Regions from separate parts of the Sus scrofa genome. Here region 1 is linked to region 2. Evidence: chromatin contacts called from public Hi-C data. All regions are on one chromosome and are shown on one strand. The core of a region is the stretch at or near the end of the contact, and the rest is flanking DNA. Distances in the headings are between cores, read along the strand shown.

Region 1 (5,829 bases), core at 113-2,612, 250 kb before region 2:
TAACGACTTCAGGTTTTGCTCGCCATTTCGTTTCATCCCCCTCGCTCGGTTTCGGAGAGTGAGGGCGTGAAGTGGCTGCATCTAGAAAGGATAGAAAAACAAAGCTCCCTCTTGGCTGTTTTTTATGGGGGGGGGGTTAATACTGAAAAATTGCTAGACGCCGTAGTTGGTGTTTAAAGAAAAGTTAAATAAGTCAAAGAGATTGAAGGAAGGAACACGGAGAATGAGGAAAACGAATAAAAGCCTTCGGAGGAGCAGACAGGGGTGGGACGCAGCCTCTCCTGTTAAAGGTCCACCTTCATTCCCTTCGCTCGCGGACCCCGCGGACGGCCCTCCGCACCCGCACCCGCACCCGGAGGGGCTTTGCAACCAGAAAAGAGAAACCTCCCCGAAACTTGGGTGCGAGTTCTTTGCCCAGCGGCCGCGATCCCAGCCCAGCTCTCCTTTCGCTTCCCTGGGCACCGCGCGTGCGGGCCAGGATCCCGACCTCTGCGCGGGGAAGCGCTACCCCCGGCACCGGTAGCGAGCGCAGCGCCCAGAGCTCTAGCCCGAGCGGGTGCCAGGCCCCGGCCGGAGGCAGGCGCAGCCCCTCGGGGCGGCTCCGGTCCCCGGGCACGACCGCGTAGCTCCGGCCGCTCGCGCCGCCGCTCCCCGCCGGAGCCCGGCGGGCCAGGGGAGGAAAGTACAAAGGCGGGCGACCGGGCCGCGGAGGGAGGGCGGGCGGCGGGAGGGAGGAGGGGTGGCGGCGGGGGGTTCGGGCGCGCCAGACGCGAGGAGCTCGCCCCTGCCACCCCTGCCCGCCGGCCCGGCCGCCGCAACAAAAGACCCCCGGCCCGCCGCTCCCTCCCGACCACCGGCGGCAAGCGAGGGAGCCGCGCCCCCGGGGCTGCATTACCTGGTCGTAAAGGGTTAAGCAGTCCTGTCAGCCCCAAGTTCATGGTTTGGTTCCAGAGCAAGGCTCACGATGGGGGATCGTCAGAGACCAGGGGGAAAGCCAGCCAAACACACGAAGAGAAAACGCCCAACTCCGACCGGGCTCCGTCCGCGCGAGTCTCTCCTTTCCAGGTGAAAGTCTGAAAGCGGAGGCACGCCAACCAAATCCGTACGGGCGGCAGCTCCGGGGCGGCCGAGCGCCAGCGCCTGCACACATCCAGCGCGGCCGAGGCCAAGCGGGCGGCGGCGACGGGCGGGCGGCCGGGAGGGAGCGCCCAGCCGGCGCTCGCCCGCTGCCTCCGGGCGGCTCCGGCGGCGCGCGGGGCCGCGGGGCACGGCGGGGACCGGAGGGGCGTCCCGGGCGGGCCGGCGAGCGGGCGAGGCGGAGAGGAGCGGCCCGAGCCGCGGCCGCGGCGCGCGGAGCTAAGAGCGAGGCGGCGGCGGCGACAGGACAAAGGAGACCATGTGCGGAGGGGAGGAGGGAGAGGGAGGAGGAGGAGGAGGGCGCGCGGCGGCGGCGGCGGCGGCGGCGGCGGCTTCTCCCCGGCGGCCGCCTCGGGCTCCCCGACTGCCGCTCCCGCCTCTCCAGCAGCACCGCGGGCCGACCAGTCCCGGTCCCGGTCCCGCCGCCACCGCCGCGGCGCTGGAGGAGACGCTCTGGGAGTCTTTATTCGGAGCCGATCTCACTGGCGCGCGGCGCGGGCGGCGCTGCAGCGGCCGGGGCGCCGGGCGGGCTACGCGGGGCCGGCGGCGCCTCCCGGCCGGAGCTCGCGGGCGGACGGGCAGCGCCTAGGGCTGGCTCGGCTCCGGCCCGCGCTCCGCTCGCGGGCGCCTGCCTCTCCCGCCGGCTCGCCGCTCAAGTAAACTCCATCGGCCGCCGGCGCCGCGGGTTCCCTGGCTGGACGGGTGGCGGGAGGGGGCGGCGGCGGCACAGGGGCCCCTCGCTCCGGACTTCGCTCCCCGACTGCGCCGAGCGCGCCTCCTCCAGACGCTCGCAGCTCTCGGAGCGGGACTTCCTCGGCGCGCCGAGCCCGAGCCGCCGGTGCCGCCGCCCCTCCTCCGTCCCGCCCCGCGCGCCCCGCCCCTCGCCGCCCCTCCTCTCGGCCCCGGCGCCGGGTCGGCCCCGCGGGGGCGCAGTCCCCGGGCTCGGCCTCGACAGCTGTCGCTTCCCCCTCCCACCCCCGCGGCTCGGGCCCGAGGTCCCCACGGCCGCCTTCCCGGCGGGCGGGCGCGGCGGGCACTGCCGTGTCCTCCCCGCAGCTGCGGCTTCCACGACTGCGCCGCGGCAGGGAAAGGCCACTAGGCCCACAGGCTGGGGCTGTATTGCCACTAGGCCAGTCACATCTGCAGAGAGCCAGCTCTCAGGGTAGTTGTGATGAGAAATGAGAAAGTAAGTTATGGAAACCACCTGGCACATAGTAGGTGTTCAATAAGTACATTGTTGAAAATGGAGGCGGGGGGGGGGTGCGCAGCCAGAGTCTAGTATTCGAAGAAAGTACTTAATCCAACCTTATCCCCGCCTGGTCAAAGGCTGAACACAGCGGCTCAAGGATACCAGCGCATGAAGTGGCCGTTACAAGTGCCCCTCCCCTTAGTCCTCAAATCCACTGTCATTTATACACCTTCCATCCACAAATGTGGCGCTGGTTGTGACCGCCAGATGCAGGGAAAGGATTAAAGCAAAGCCACAGCCTCACTGAATGCACAATTACTATCATCCTAACATTTACCGTCATGTGTTCTCTAGCGCCCTGTGTAGCGCCTGCCCGAAAGGGGTGGCGGGGAGGGCGGAGGTGCTCAATGACCACAAACTTGGCCCCTAGTGGATGCCCCTGAGCAACACACGGGCAACCAGAGCGCCAAAGCTCCCTTCTGTCCAGTCTGGTGGGCCCCTGGCCAGAATTCTGGCCTCCTTACGCTACTACCCCAACCACAGAGGCCCTGCAAGAGTACCAGGCCATACCTGGGGGCAAGGAGACACCCCCCCCCCCGCAAACATCTGGAGTTTTCATTCCCCATCTGCAGCTTGGCAGGGTCCCTCCTTGGTGCATAGGAAAGGTTGCTGAGGTTTTCTCAGCACAGGGCAAACAGGCCAGCAGAGACCTAGGTTGCAACTGGGAGGGTTCTAGGGTAGAGCCAGTGGGTGAGAGCTCCTGATTTCCCTTCAGTGCCACGGTCACCTGGAGTGCTACTGGGAAAGAGGAAAAAGGGACAGGGCTGGGAGAGATGTACATCACATACAAATGACATGGAGACTGGTTTCAAGCAGCAATGTCCATTCCTCACCTCTTTGAAGTTGAACATCCATCTCTGCTTGATTTCACGGCCCTCTCGAGAAAACCTCTCCAGGGAAAAAAAGTGGGTGCCTGCCGTATGGCATAATTCTTCTCCAACTTCCAAATACAATTAATTTCAGAAGTAAGAGGCACTCTCTCTCTAGTTTCACAACACCTCCCCCAACCCAAATGGTAGCACTGTGGGGTGTTTCTACCAATTTTTTTTTTTTTTTTAAAGATAGGTAACAGATTTTTCTCTACCCTGACTCCCAAAGAAATCCAAAGAAAAGGTGCCTTGGAAAGTGTGAATTTGGAGCTGGATTTTCCAGTTGCTTAAGAGCTGTCTCAAAAACAGCCAAAAAGAGTTCTTGTCATGGCTCAGCCGTAACGAACCCAACTAGTATCCATGAGGACACGGGTTCAATCCCTGGCCTCACTCAGTGGGTTAAGACTCTAGCGTGGCTGTGAGCTGTGGTGTAGGTCACAGACATGACTCAGATCCTGTGTTGCTGTGGCTGTGGATTTGACCCCTAGCCTAGGCACTTCCATATGCCACAGGTGCCACCCTAAAAAAGCAAAAACAAACAAACACACACGAAAAACCTGCCAAAGCCCTCAAGAAGCCAGCGGGCATTGATTCTGAAGCTGTTTCTACGATACCAACATAGCTCAAAGGCAAACATTACCTTTTCAAGAAAAGACATTAAAATGTTTCCGAGCAATCAAAATGGGACAGTTTTCTTGTCTTGTTTGCTAATAAAATCAATATTACAGGGAAGAAATTGCCAGGTCCCCTACAGGATAAACTGAGACGCACAAAAGTGTGGGCAACTTAGGTGACCAGCTCAAACAACCACTTAGCCCTCCAAGGGCTTTCATCAGGCAGCACTGCTGACACCTGCCACGCAGCACATTGGATTGTCATCTCTGATTATCAGGGATTAGACCTCAGATGAAAGCCTGGGACAGATCTGCAGGCGTCTCTGTATCTTGATTATCTGTAATCAAGAGGAATGCAGAACCGCCAAGAGATTAGCTTCTGGAGAAGCCGCAGACAGGGCCTCTGCACCCCAGCATCCATATGCAGGCCCCCTGCACCCCACCGGCGCCCCTTGCCCTGGCACAGTCGCATCGCCACTTCATTCCTCAGCCTCTCACCAGACACACCAATGAGTCCATTCTAATTGGGTTCCAAGCTTCTCTCTTCCCTCTCCTTTCTGGAAGGGAGGGAACCAATGTCAAAATTGGAAGGGAGTAGCTACAGCCAGCACCAGAAGTAGAAAGAAGGAAGACAAGACAAAAGGAACATCCACACACTGGGTAACTGGATCCTGGTCAGAGATCTGACTTGCAAGAATCAAGAATTATTATTATTTTTTCTTTATGGCTGTGCCTATGGCAATCAGAACTTCCCAGGCCTAGGACTGAACCCCAGCCACGGCAGGGACAATGGCAGATCCTTAACTGCTACACCACCAGGGAACTCCTCCCCCGCCCCCGCCTTGAGAAACTTAGCTTCCCCGTATTGGAATTTTAATCTAAAGATTACAAGGTCAAAGGCTGGAAGCCGTCATGTCTGTTATATTTAGAAGACTGGACATACTAGGAACTAGTGGCTTCCTATTGTCACCTTCGGTCTGAATCAGATCTAAGAAGGGCAAGTCTTAGAAATGGGAGGCCCTTACAGGAGGCAGGTAGTAAACTTATGGATTCAATGGTCCTTACAGTGTTCGATCAATGACTGCAGGAACAAAACCAAGCTTTTTTTTTTTTTTTTTTTTTCTTAAGGCCACGCCCTCAGCATACGGAGGCTCCCAGGCTAGGGGTCTAATCAGAGCTGTAGCCGCTGGCCCACACCACAGCCACAGCAACGCAGGTTCCGAGCCGTGTCTGCGACCTACACCACAGCTCATGGCAGTGCCAGATCCTTAACCCACTGAGCGAGGCCAGGGATGGAACCCTCACCTTCACGAATACTAGTTAGGTTGTTTACCACTGAGCCACGACAGGAACTCCCCCAAACCAAGTTTTAATATATGACCAAAGGCTTTAGGCAAGTTAACGATTAGCCAAAATTTTTTAAAAAGCTAAATTAGGAGTTCCTGCTGTGGCTCAGTGGTTAATGAATCCAACTAGGAACCATGAGGTTTTGGGTTCGATCCCTGGCCTTGCTCAGTGGATTGGGGGTCCGGCGTTGACGTGAGCTATGGTGTAGGTTGCAGACGCAGCTCGGATCCCGTGTTGCTGTGGCTCTGGCGTAGGCTGGCAGCTGTAACTCCGATTGGACCCCTAGCCTGGGAATCTCCATATGCTGCAGGAGCAGCCCTAAAAAGACAAAAAAAAAAAAAAAAAAAAAAGCTAAATTAAAATGTTTAATTCTCAATTCTCAAAACATCTAAAAATAAACATAACCTAGGTTTACAAACTAATGGAAGTTCTTCTAAACCAATCTAAACCGGCAGAGTTTTAAGGCTTAAAACGTGAGAGCCATTCAATTTATATCACAAATTACCAGACTGAGACTAAACATTTTTTGGTAAAATACTCCTGAAATCTCTGGTCTTCTGTCAAGTAGCTTAGATAGAAAAAAGGTCCTTAGTTTCATGGTGTTCTCTCTCAT
Region 2 (5,653 bases), core at 13-2,512:
TTGTGATCCATAGAAATCACCCTGAGCCTTTTCCCTTTCTTCTCTGCCTGGGAAGCCAATTGCTTTGATTGTAGTGATATGAGCTAGCTGAAATGACTTGCCCTTGCTTGTGAGGCAAATGGAACATGCTAATAGAACTTATCGCATTACCCGATGCAAAAGTGCCATAGCTCATTACTTTAAGATAAAAGGATATCATTGCAGACGGCAAGCAGAATTGACTTTCTGAGGCCCGACTTGATGATGATTTAATCAACTGCTCTCTTTCACTTCTCATCTCTGCGCCTGTCGGTTTCACAGGTGCCGTTAAATGAGACACTCAGAAAGGGAGCGGAGGGAAAGAAATTGCTGTCATTACTTTTCAAGAAAGGAGGTATGCAAATTTTCGACAGAAAGATTGCGTTCATAATGGGCCTGGTAAAATACAAGGATCATGCTTGACAGGTGAGGGCAAGCCATTTGTATGTCCTTAAAGCAGAGCAACCTTCCCCGTTTAGAAATGTGCTCGGTAAGAGCAGCTACAAATGAGAGGCCTGGCGGGGCTTGGGGAGCAGCGGGGTGGGACCGCACAGGGTTGGTCCCAGTTCTGGAGAGGGGGAGGGTGCTTAAGGTCTTAAGGCAGCCAAAGCCAGATGAGCAGATAGCAAAGCCTGGCTGCTCTTCAACTGAACCGAAATGCCAACAAGCTCTCAAAGCGACCATCTTGCTCTCTTTCCTCTGTGACTGTGGAGCCAGCTGGCCTGGGTTCACATCCTCGTTCTACCACGTGTGAGCTGTAGGACCTCTGGCAAACAGCCTGCCCTTCAGTGCCTCAGTCTCCTTATCTATCAAATGGGGCTACTGATAGCATCAATCTCAGGAGGCTGTTGAGCGCATTTACTGCATTCATAAAAACATAATAGTAATATATATATATAATGTTTATATAACAAACATAAAAGGGGTTAGAACAGTGCCTGCTACATAGTAAGTGTTAAATACATGTTAAAGATCATTCATTATTTAACCAAGACAAAGGGCTTTTTTGTTTGTCTGTTTAAGGGAATGTGCGACGACGGGTACTGGAAATCTGACTCCAGTGTAGACAGAATGCACTTCTCTGCTGACTTCACATATAGAAGCCTTGCTCCCTGGCGGGTGATGAGTTCCTCAGAGTAGCCTGATGTCCCTGGAATCGTCACAGAGCCTGGTGTAGTTTTAAGGCAGAGGCTCAGTGGCGATTTGATGCCTTGTGGACTCCTCCTCCCCCAGCCCCGCCTTCTTTGCATTCCACGCATCCCTGCAATACTTCCTGTGGTGCTCCCGCCCTTGGAGGAAGCTCCTCCTAGAGTCTGTCTTTGGCTGGGAACCTCTAGCTGGGGAGAGGAAGGGTGCAGCCACCGAGCAAGGACAGCCTGGCTCGAATCACCTTCAGGAAGGCAGAATGAATCTGAATAGATGAAATGATCAGGGTAGAAGGAACAGAGGTGTTTTTTCATCCACTTTGCCTTCAATAGGTAATTGTTCTATTTGCTCTGACACTCAAAGTAAAAGCATCTTTCTTAAAGTGCCTGTAACTCCGAGTTCTTTCTCCCTAGGTAATGAAGCTGCTGCAAACCATTCTTCCTTCCAGCCCCTATGGTTTGGGAAGCACTGAATGTAGTTCCTGCTTTCCATGCTAAGTGGCACCTACGAGATTCAATTCCCTGCCAAAGGGACAAAGTCCACTTCTGCCAAAAAAAAAAAAAAAAGGGAAGAAAGAGGAGAGTCCACAACAGCAGAGCAGTTCTGAGCCATCCATTTTGGAAAAGCCTGGTTCCTGAAGTACAGCTCACCCCTTGTCTCTGCAGCATGCCTCTTTCCGGGTAGGGGTTCGCCATGGGAACTCTCTCCAAGCACTTTCTCCCTAAAAATGCCAGCCAACAGCTATCCGTCAGTAAAAACGAACATCCCGATCAGAGCCCCAGGAGCAAAGTGTGACAACCCCTCTGCGTCTGAGACCTGAAGTTAAGGCTTCGAATGGCAGAGGCAGTGGTGGAACCCCGGTCTGTCCTCCCAAGTTCATGTCCCCAGCAAGCACGACGCCGCACTTGACTGTCTCTCATGCACTATACAAAGGAGTTCCTTGAAAAATATCTTCCTGGGCAAGAGCTTGGCGGAGGGTAAGCGGAAGCAAGCTGAAACTAAAGAGGCTGTGAGGACCACAGGCATCAGCCATGTTTCCCCGCAGCCCTGGTCAGCCCTCCCTTAAGAGCAGGACCTAGTACAACCTGCTCATTAAATCCCAGGCTGACCTCAGTGCGGATGCTGATCCCTCCTTAGCAGCGATGCAGTCTTGGGAAAGGAACTTAGCACCTTGGAGCCCACTTAGTATTTTTAACCTTTAAAAGAGGATGATGCGGACTCCACAAGATTTTTTTTTTTTTGTCTTTTGTCTTTCTAGGGCCGCACCCCCGGCATGTGGAGGTTCCCAGGCTAGGGGTTTAATCGGAGCTACAGCTGCTGGCCTACACTGCAGCCACAGCAATGCCAGATCCAAGCCGCGTCTGCGACCCACACCACAGCTCACGGCAATGCCGGATCCTTAACCCACTGAGCAAGGCCAGGGATCAAACCCCCAACCTCATGGCTCCTGGTTGGATTCCACTGCGCCATGAAGGGAACTCCCCAAGATATTTTTTGAGAATAAAAGAATTTCAAGTATGTGAAAGCAGTCAGAGAGGAACACTAACAGTTTTCTTTTTTCCAACTCATTCATGAAAGATATGTTATTATATCACACACAGAAATGAGGTAACTTAATAGCTGTTTATGTTGGGTTGGATTTTTGTATCATTTTACTGCCAGAGGGGAAATCATATTCTGTAAACATTTCTGCTTGGGAGGTGTTTGAAGACTTGATACTAAGCTGCACGAGAAAACAGAAACAATAACCAAAACAAACAAATAAAACCAGAAACTATCGTTCCCTCTCAAAGAGGAGAACAACAGGAATCTTCCTGGTAACTAATGGTTTTATTTCACGATACAACACAGCAAGGAAAGACTTACGACTTCAGTTTTATAAACATTCTTTTGGTGCTTGGTGCATGGTTTTGGAGGTTAATATAATTTGGACTTACTCTTCAGTCAAATAGTAGTCAGTAACCTTGTGCATAGGGACGAAAGTAAAACACACAGATCTAAGATCTGGAATCTACACCTGCAGGTTATGCAGAGTGCAACAATGACTTATGGGATTTGACACGCTGAAGATAGCCACTCAAATTCAAATTGGCAAAATAAATAAATGGGCAGATACAGAATAAATACCAAAAACATCAAGTGACTATTGGTGCAACTAGGAAGCCAGCCATTTCGGAATTTGTCCAGAGATCCTGACCCATCAGAATTAGCAACTACTTAGCCCTTTGCACAGAGGTTTTTTTTTTTCCCTTTCCTTTTTTTTTTTTTTTTTTTTTAAATATGCAAGGCATATTCAAGGATGGAACTAACAAAATCCGCCAAAGAGCAACCTTGGGAAGAGATCAAACTTCCTAGAGCATTAACTCTGGTAACTGCAAAGATGGGGACTGGTTGAGAGACTATGACTACAGCGGTTGTCACTCAGCAGACTCAGCAGTCCAGCAGACGACAGCCACCCCTCGGGGACACGTGGACAGGTCCATTCCATCTTCCATTTGTGTGGACTTCTCTGGTCATTGTTTCAGCTGTCAGTTTCTAGTACCTCCAACACTATGTCAGTTTTCCTCAAACATATCTCCGACTTTGGTTGTATCCTACTCTTTGTAAACCTGGCACCTGGTAGGTTCTCAATAAATATGCAAACATCTCAGGGGAAAGTGTCATAGAAAGTGTTTAATGAAGATCAATAAATAAACTGTAGTTGATGGGAGGGATGCTAAGATGTCTGAAGGTGGTAGGTGTCTATGAGAAAGATATGAATATGATTTCGAGGTAAAAGTAAGTCCTAAAAAATAACTGCAAACCCTTGCAAAAATCCGATTGAAAAAAATCAGGAAACTCAAAATCCCGAGATACTTCTTCTTACATTTGATTTACTTCGAGACAACAAAAGCAACTGGAATGGAACCTGCGGGAGGGAACAGAGGACGGGTGCTCTCACATGGCCCAAACATAATGCTCACATTACCATTTCTCACCACTAAGATGTTTTGTTTGTTTGTTTTGGTCTTTTTGACTTTGTAGGGCCACACCCACGGCCTTCTGGAGGTTCCCAGGCCAGAGATCTAATCAGAGCTGCAGCCGCCGGCCTACACCACAGCCACAGCAACACAAGATCCCAGCCTCGTCTGTGACCTACACCACAGCTCACAGCAACACCGGATCCTTAACTCCCTGAGCGAGGCCAGGGATCAAACCCTCATCCTCATGGATGCTAGTCGGGTTCGTTAACCACTGAGCCACGACGGGAACTCCAAGATATAGTTACGGTTTTTAAAATGCAAGAAGGTGAGAGGAATGGAAATGTGGTGTTTCCGACAGCCGTCAGGAGGTGGTTCAAGATCTGAAGCCATGGTCGGCTCCCACCCCATGGGACCCAAACGCTGATTCCTTTTCTTCTTCTCTTTATTACACACTTGCGCCCCTCTCGGAATTCATTATTTTCATCACTGAGATTTTAAATTCAATTTTCCCTAACAACAGTCTTTATTTTAGGATGGTTTGAAAACCTCGTCTTCTAGACCATAAACAAGGGAGGGTAAGATTACTATAAATTGTCTACAAGAAAATACAAATTGCCAAGATAAAAACACCCACTGGCCCGCCAGTCTCAAGTTTCCTGTTTTGACATGCTATATGCAGTAATTTGGTATCCACAATCTCTTATTAGAAAATGAATGTGCTATTTTTCTGAATGCTGCAATTACAATAATTGAATTTAAAATGGGGATTGAGTTTCTCTATTTGGAGGAAAAGAATAATTGTGTATTTCTGATTAAAATCAAGGGGACTGAAAAGAGGTTGTACGAATTCCAGCTTCAGTCTCCCTGAGTGACTCCTCCTCGGGCCAGAGAAGAGAAACACCAAAGGCAGCAGAGGAGCGGACCTGCACCCCAGCAGCAGGCAGTGGCTCTGGCCGCATGGGCTTTGTCGCCTGGCCTTCGGTCACAGCACCCCCGTGACAGAGGCAATCAGAAACCACGGCGTGGTTACCTTTTAAACGGCAGCCATGCCGGAGTCCCCCACTGTGGCAAAAACGAAGAGTTCAAACGCAAGGCCAACAAACACCTCTTTGTGTGGAAAATGCCTGTCCCCTTTCAGCCGCACACCGTTTTGGAGGAGTTTTTACTTCTTTGTTTAGAGCCTCTCCTCTGGGAAGGGGACATAGAATGGCAGGAGGCCGGTGCGCGCGGGGAAGCGGGGGACTGACATTATTTTCTAAAGGACTCAGCTCCTTTTGTTTTACCAAAAATCATATAGAAAGCCACCTGTAAGGTTCAGATCTAAGAAAGGAAAAGGGATGAAGACAGAAGGCTCTCTTGCCTCTGCAATGTCTTTTTATTTTACGTTTGACTGGTACCATTCAGTCTTCTGAAACCCCCAGTTTTCAAATGTGAAGGGAAAATTTGGTCTCACGAGTCCTCCTACATGTTCCTTAAAGTACCTGCTTATGCTGTTTTTTTAGTGGCTTTATTGAGATGTACGCTGA

Evidence for each region. Hi-C and Micro-C count contacts between places; a contact is called where the count stands out from the background.
Region 1: a Hi-C map of embryonic fibroblasts shows a contact between it and region 2, with 2.5 times the contacts expected there. A contact is called at or near these places in 1 of 47 Hi-C or Micro-C datasets (embryonic fibroblasts) and 1 of 2 datasets of targeted methods (skeletal muscle).

Annotation. Positions count from the first base shown.
Region 1 is chr3:14,697,229-14,703,057 of Sscrofa11.1, reverse strand. The region is part of intron 5 of AUTS2 (AUTS2, activator of transcription and developmental regulator); the gene reads right to left. Among named protein-coding and RNA genes, the nearest start is that of GALNT17, 330 kb to the left of the region's middle.
Region 2 is chr3:14,446,655-14,452,307 of Sscrofa11.1, reverse strand. All of the region lies in intron 4 of AUTS2 (AUTS2, activator of transcription and developmental regulator), which reads right to left. Among named protein-coding and RNA genes, the nearest start is that of GALNT17, 580 kb to the left of the region's middle.